Regions from separate parts of the Juglans regia genome. Here region 2 is linked to region 1. A link is a contact called in public Hi-C data. All regions are on one chromosome and are shown on one strand. Each heading gives the region's core, a stretch centred on a gene start, on an enhancer-like site or on the middle of the called end of the contact. The rest is flanking DNA. Distances are from core to core; before and after follow the strand shown.

The links. A called contact is a pair of places that touch in the nucleus more often than the background predicts.
Region 2: a Hi-C map of leaf shows a contact between it and region 1, with 4 times the contacts expected there. The contact joins the enhancer-like site here to the promoter of LOC108997765 in region 1. A contact is called at or near these places in 3 of 3 Hi-C or Micro-C datasets (all in leaf).

What each region holds. Positions count from the first base shown.
Region 1 is chr15:16,123,655-16,127,313 of Walnut 2.0, reverse strand. It overlaps LOC108997765 (eukaryotic peptide chain release factor GTP-binding subunit ERF3A), which reads left to right and starts at 1,712. Exons shown (of 19, transcript XM_018974146.2): 1 at 1,712-1,881; 2 at 2,306-2,371; 3 at 2,474-2,548. The coding sequence starts at 1,878.
Region 2 is chr15:16,178,751-16,182,269 of Walnut 2.0, reverse strand. It overlaps the pseudogene LOC108997773. Among protein-coding and RNA genes, the nearest start is that of LOC108997771, 19 kb to the left of the region's middle. Within about 2 kb of position 1,844, the one cell type or tissue checked has open chromatin away from gene starts, as enhancers often do. A contact at or near this core is called in leaf, where this site is marked.

The DNA.
Region 1 (3,659 bases), core at 463-2,962:
ATTAGCCAAATTCCAAATAATTAGAATTTGGCTACAGTTACTTTCAAAAGAATTTTCAAATGTGAATGTTACTGTACATACATTAAATACATATTTTATTAATTATTTCTCTCTCCATTTATTTCTATCACATATTCTATCACAATGGCTGGGTTCATGTGCACGGGTTCATGTGTTGGGAGGTTGGGTTCATGCATTGATATATTAATTTGAGTTAGTGATATATTAATTTAATTAGAATATGATTATCAATTAATATATAATAGGTAGAATAGTAAAATATGATAAAATAAAATAAAATAATAATGAAAAAAATTAAATATTTTTAAAATTATTAGTTTCTCATTACTATATAATAAATAAATGGATAATTCAATATGGAGATTTGATGTGAATAGTTAAAATCAAATTCATCTTATATTATTTTATTGTTATATAATGAAAAAATAATTATTTCAATGTGAAAATTTATGTGAATAAAATAGTTAAGAGTCAAATTTTTTTTACATTCATCAAACATGTTTTTTAGTTTTTACTAATTCATTGAAGATGCTCTTAGTCATGGACGGTAAAAAATATATTTACGCCATTTGATCAGCTCAGCCTAATGAAAATAAGGAGGAAGGCCCAACAAACCCCTCCATTCCCACCTACCAGAAAAAAAAGCACGTGAAATTAAGGCCCAATGAAAGAGTTCTATTCTCAAATTCTCGTCTGAAACATCAACTTATATTGGGGGCCCAAAACTATGTGCATATTAGGCAAAGTGCTTCAGTACTTTTTTGTTTTGTTTTGCTGCAATGGGCCCAAAACCTATTTACTTCGAATCATCAACTATCAATATACGACTCAATACTGTGTCGTTTTCAATATGCCTAGGAAGAGGGAGAGAGCAACTAGACCTTCCTATTAATAATTAAATAAAAAGAAAATCAGCGATTTTGTCGGGCATTGGATTGGAGCCCCCCATGTGTCCTAAAAGGATCAATTACTTGTTAGAATTCTCTACCAGTTCTAAGATATTTTATCACTGAATTTCTTTACATCTAATCTTTATTCTCATATTCACCAAACTAAATATAATAAATATTTATTTTTAAAATAATTTATAGAGTCTTAAAACATACTAATACTGCATATTCTTATTAAAAAAATAGGAAAATATAATTTTATTTGAAAAAATTAACTTCATTTAGATATGTTTAGCAAGTGAGATAAGATACAAAATTCTCATTTCATTATTACAATTTTTTTAAATTCTTACACAAAATATAATAAATAATTCATTTTTTTCAAATCTCAATTTCATTTTTTTTAAATTTTAAAATAATAATAATATTAAAAAATAATATTTTTTACTTTAATTTAAAATAAAAAATTCTCATCTCACTATTACTCATAGTAGATTTTATTTTATATTTTAAAAATAATACGACTCCCACATATTAAAATTGTATTTAATGTATATTTTTTTAAATTATATTTAGGTTTTATTGGAATTTAAAGATAAGATATATTGAGATAAAAGTTGAATAAAATATTATTATTATTTTAAAATTTAAAAAAATTAAATTATTTATTATATTTTATATAAAAAAATTGATATTACTTCTCAATTCAAACAGTATTTAATGAAATCTATCCAACAAAATTGATTAATATTTGTGCGAATATTATAAAAAGAAATAATAAAAAAGGAAGCGTGAAACGACATCACATGTTACCGAATAACAATAGATATTGAACTTGGTAGGCAAATAGTTGTTTCCAGGCTTCCCAAACCCCCCTCCTTTTTCAGTATTTGCTTACGCCTCTTATCTCCCCTCGTTTTCACAAAAACCCTAGTTCCCTTGCAGAATCTGTGCTCCTACTTCACCATGGGTACGTCGCCAACTGTCTCTATCTTTTTTATTGTAGAATCTATATGTTTTTTTGGTTTCATTTCTATATCTAATACCGAATTCTCAATCTTCATTTACGCATGCAGTTTTTGAAATAATTTTTCGATAGATCTTTGTGATATTTTGAGCTCTGATCTGAATTCTCCTAGTGTTTATTTAAAATTCCCTTCTAATTTTCCCGATTTTTGTTTGTTACTTTTTTTTTCCTTTCCCATAAGGATTCCAATTATCCTCCGTTTGGTTAAAGAGAAAAAAAAAAAACTAATTCAATTTGGGGACTAAGATCTTATTTCTTTTGTTATTAAAAAAGGTTTAGTTAGTTAAATTGAGCTTGAGTTACTGCAGTTTCTTTCTCGAATGTTGACAAATCCATAGAAATGACTTGTTTATACTTCTTCTGGTAGACGTGGATGAGAAAAGAAGGATAGATATCGAGGAGGAGATACGGTCTTTGCAGCTCGACTTGGCAGGTACTATTGAGAAGACATTATTTGTTAAAAAAATAATAGAGATGGTTGATTATTGTTTTTTGTTTGAATAATTTTGTTTATGTTTTTACCGGAACTTAGCAGAAGATACTAATGGGGTTGTAAATTCTGAAGATGCAAAGGCAGAAGAACCTGAGGAAGTGGATAAGATGGAGGAAGGTTGGTTGTGGCATTAAAGTATTGTTTACTACGTTGTTATCAGATATTTGTGTTCAAGGTTTCACCGTCTTTTTACTAAATATTTGATTTATATGGTGTCTGCTTCTCTTCAACTGTATTTTGTTCCTAGTTGAGTTAAAAAGGTCATTGAAATGGTGAAAGCTGTTGAGTAATTGAAATCAACAAACATGTTGAAATTTAATATGATAGGTATCTTCAAATTGTGATAACTCTTAATGGGAGTACTTGAATCACAAATGCTTACGTACAAAAAAAAAAAAAAGAGTCAAGGGTAATATAATTGTGTTGAATGTCTTATATGTTTTTATTTCTATCTTCTTATATGTAAATTGTGTTTATTATGTCTCCATTGAGTTGTAATTTGTAATTTCATGTTTGGGTTCCATGATAGTAAAATTGTTTATCTTTTTATTTTTACATTTTATGGAGTTGATAAGGCTTGATTTTATATATATTGAGGCTATAGTTTTCTTTCTGCAGCATAGAGTTGAGGTACATGTCTATCATTAGATGCTTTCTTGTATACCCTTTATTTTCTTCAACTGTACCTATCTCAATTTATGAAGTATTAATAAAAATAATTGTGGAAGGCAATGATTGACTTTGCTCATATGCCAAGGCCTTTAAAGGAAAGGACCACGCTCGGCTCTTGACAATCTGGGTAGGGGTTGAATGTGTTGTGCTGAGGGCTGCAAGTGTGTTTGGAGTAGAGCCATTCAAGGTACACAAGGTGACAAAATCTTGGGCAGAGGAATTCAAATATTCTATAGTATTTCTTGAGCCAACAATCATCGAGATTCTAGTGTAGGAGATGGAATTTCATAAACCTACAGGGCTCTGCTCGTGGAGTAGTTGTATAGGAGAAATACTTGGGCCCCAATTATAGGCCTCTTAAGTGATGATGGGTTTTGTCAATAAAATGTGCGTATGTTAATAAAAACTTGGGCTTTAATTGAGCCCTTATCATATCCCCTTTTTCTAAAGCATCAACCAAATGCCCAATGGTTGGCCAAGCTGTGGATCGGGGTTGTGCTTTTGAGCATGAGTAAAGACCTGAGCGGCACCGTGGGCCAGAACCAATACTTAATTC
Region 2 (3,519 bases), core at 595-3,094, 55 kb before region 1:
TAGTAAACAAGGCAGTATAACAGTACTTGAGGTGTTTTGTGTTTAAGAGGCCAAAACAGTGGGTTCATTGGCTGCCTTGGGCAGAATATTGGTACAATACTTCTATACATTCTTCCACAGGAATAACTCCTTTTGAAGCTTTGTATGGCAGACCACCTCCTTCCTTGTTGCAGTATGTGGCTGGTACAACACAGAACCATGCTGTGGATTCTGAACTCAGATCAAGGGAAGAGATTTTGGGAATTCTTAAAAAAAATTTATTGGCAGCTCAGTCAAGAATGAAACAATATTATGATAACAAGCATATTGATAGACAATTTGTGGTAGGAGATATGGTCTATTTGAAGTTACAGAAGTACAAACAGAAAAGTGTTGCAGCCATTCCTTATCCTAAGTTGGCTCCTAGATTTTGTGGGCCATTTAAAGTTTTGGAAAAAATTGGTGAAGTTGCTTATAAACTGGAATTGCCTTCAGATGCTGTGGTACATCCAGTTTTTCATGTTTCTAGACTTAAGAAGCATGTGGGTCCTAATGGGAATGTGTCTCCTTCGATTCCTTTTGCTGATGTTCATGGGCATGCGAGAGTGGAGCCAGAATGTATCCTGGAAAGAAGAATGACACCAGTTAACAACCAGCCTTTCATTGAGTTGCTTGTGAAGTGGAGAGGAGCACCTCAAGAAGATTCTTCATGGGTACCAGTGGAGCAGCTTAGATTCCAGTATCCTGACCTTGTGGGCAAGGTCTTTTGAAGGGGAGGGAATTGTTAGGATGGTTTAGTGCAGGAGATTGAGAGTGGAAGGTTGGCATGTTATGAAGAGAAATGTATTACAGTGTTAAGAATAATCGATTTAGGAAGCAGAAGTAAATACGGCATCGTATAGTTAGAATAATTTGTTGTGCACTTGTTCATTTATAGTTGAATTGTCTGTTTTAGCCTTACTTACAAATAGGAAATTACAAAATTACCCTTGCTGTAACAGAAATAACTGACTCATTTTCACATGAGTTCTTGTATAAAAACCTACGGAAGGCTATGAGAAAGGGATCGGAAGTATTATACAGAATTCATTTTCTTGGAGGTTTTGATCCCTCGAATATCAGAAGTGTTTCTTTCTTCTTTTCTTGTTCTAGTTACTAACATACTGTAACAATATCCTGATATTAAGTTAAACTCAGGGTTTTTTCTGTTTGTAATGTGACTATAAAAGACAAAAAAAATCCTTCTTTGGCTGTTGAAGAAAGTGAAGAGAGAAATCTTGGCTTTCATGTTAAAATTGTGAGTTTTAGAAAACTGGAGAAGTTCATTAGAGTGTTCGTGTAGGTTAAACCTGTTTTCCTTTTGAGAAAATTGTGGAAACGACTGTTTATATCCTTAATGTGAATATTCTGCCATGCAAGGATTTCTTTGGAGGAGATCTTCGTTTACAAGGCCATATATGATAAAAACATAAAATTGGAGATTTGGCTTTCCTTTTTATTTTTCATTTGTTTCTTAAGTGAACGAACTTACCGTTATGGGTTTTCATTCTTTAATTTTGGGGTACGTACAACCTATTAGATTAAACAAGATTCTCTTCCAAAAGAGGTTGTAGAAAAAGAGCGGTTAATACCAGGGAGCAGTCCTACAAAGGAAATACACCAATGAATGTGTATAAATGATAGCATAGAGAAAGAAGCACTGAGTCTCTTACACAATCGTTTCAGTACTCAGATCGGTGGTTAGGGAAAGACCTCCATGGCCAAATACCTAGCTAATAGAAAGGGAAGCACTTAGCACACATACAGGATTCGCCTCACTATTCCTGACTGGCGGCAGGAGAGGGAGGACTTGGGGAGCTCAGCTGGGATCAGAGGGGAACGACCTCTTCTGGTAAACAGTTAGTTATGGACTCAGATGTAATGCTTGTACTCAATAGTTTAAGGACCAAGGATGAGCTATATAGAGGATAAGAGAAGGAAAGGCTAATTTGGACATGTTTTTATTTATTTTTCAATTATAGGAAATCTCCTGGCCATTTTTTATGATTTGTAGAAGTCGTAGCACACACATGTAGTCGTGATGATGTACTAAAGAGACAGAAGTGCTGTTTCTTCCAAAGCAAGCCTTGCACTTAACATGTTATTGTTTCTTGCTTGAATTTTAGCTTTTGTTATTTCTTTCCTGATTTTTTTAATGGTTTGATGTGTTATTCTACCCATTTTTGTTTCTAGCAGCATTATAGATTAATCTAAATGGCCAATTTAAGAACAAATTGTGATGTGAGGAATGTGAAGTAGCATGTCTTATTGTGGACTTTTGAATTTCAGAATCACCCAATGATTGCTAGGGAGTATGAGCGTGTGAGAGCTGGAAAGCCACCAATGCCTCTCGACAGGTCACGGTATAATTTAGAACCACCGCCAATGAATAAAAGGAATGATTAAACAGCTTGGAAGCAGACACTTCAGAGAGCTCAATGCTTGCTACAGTACCAAATGATCAGGTGGCGTGGTTATATTGTGGTAATGATCATAATTCTTGAAAATTTTAGATTCAACTCTAGTGGAACTTTGATTGCTGTTGGGAGGAGAATAATTGTTTTTTTCCTGTTATTGTGTGATGTTGATGTGGCCAAGGAAGTGCAAACACATATTGTAGCATGTACTTGTTTCAATCTGTCCCCGGCTTTTGCCTGGGTGTAATTTGTGCTTCAGTGAGATAAAGAATTTCTCAATACATAAGCTGTAAAATTACTCCGTGACGATAACTAATATGTATAATGTTATTATAGTATATACTTCAAAAAAAAAATTATTACAGTATATCGGTACATTATGCTTTGCCCTCAACAAATGCTCAGCATCCTCTGCCTGAAGTGGCTGAGCCATCCTTCTGTGGAGATTGTTATCGAATTTGCTTGTGATTACCCCGAGCTAAAATAGTTTGAATAGGCTTTTCCTTGTTATCTAAGTAATTAATATTACTTGGTTCCTTGTGACTCTTCTGCGATATTCTCCATTCAACGATCCTTTTTGTCTTACCAACCTACCAGAGTCTATGTACATTAATTTCTTTACTACAACTATAACATGCAGCAAGATCCTGATCATCAAACAGTTGTATGCGTTTGATTTGTTTTGTCTGCTTGAGTACAAAATATACATTCCCTGTACTTATAAGGAATATAATGGTTTCTTTGCAGTCTGGAAAATTTGGACCTGATGGTAAAATATGGTCCAGATCTCTGGAAGCAGTTCATCCAACGGTTGGAAGCACTTTTATTAAGGTTTGTTTGCAAGATTCCATTTCCAGTGCATTAATCATTTGCACTCATTATTCAGATTGATTCTCCTGCTTCAGTTACTTGTGTTTCGTTGATCATGTTAACTTGTTAAGTTTTTCCTCTCGTTCTCCTATAATCCCATAACTCCAACACTTTGAATTCTAACTGGCGTTTTTTTTTTAAAATGAGTAAAGCAAAATCCACTGATATTAACATTCTGTACTGTGCAACTGGAATGTTTTTAAATGTTCTTGAC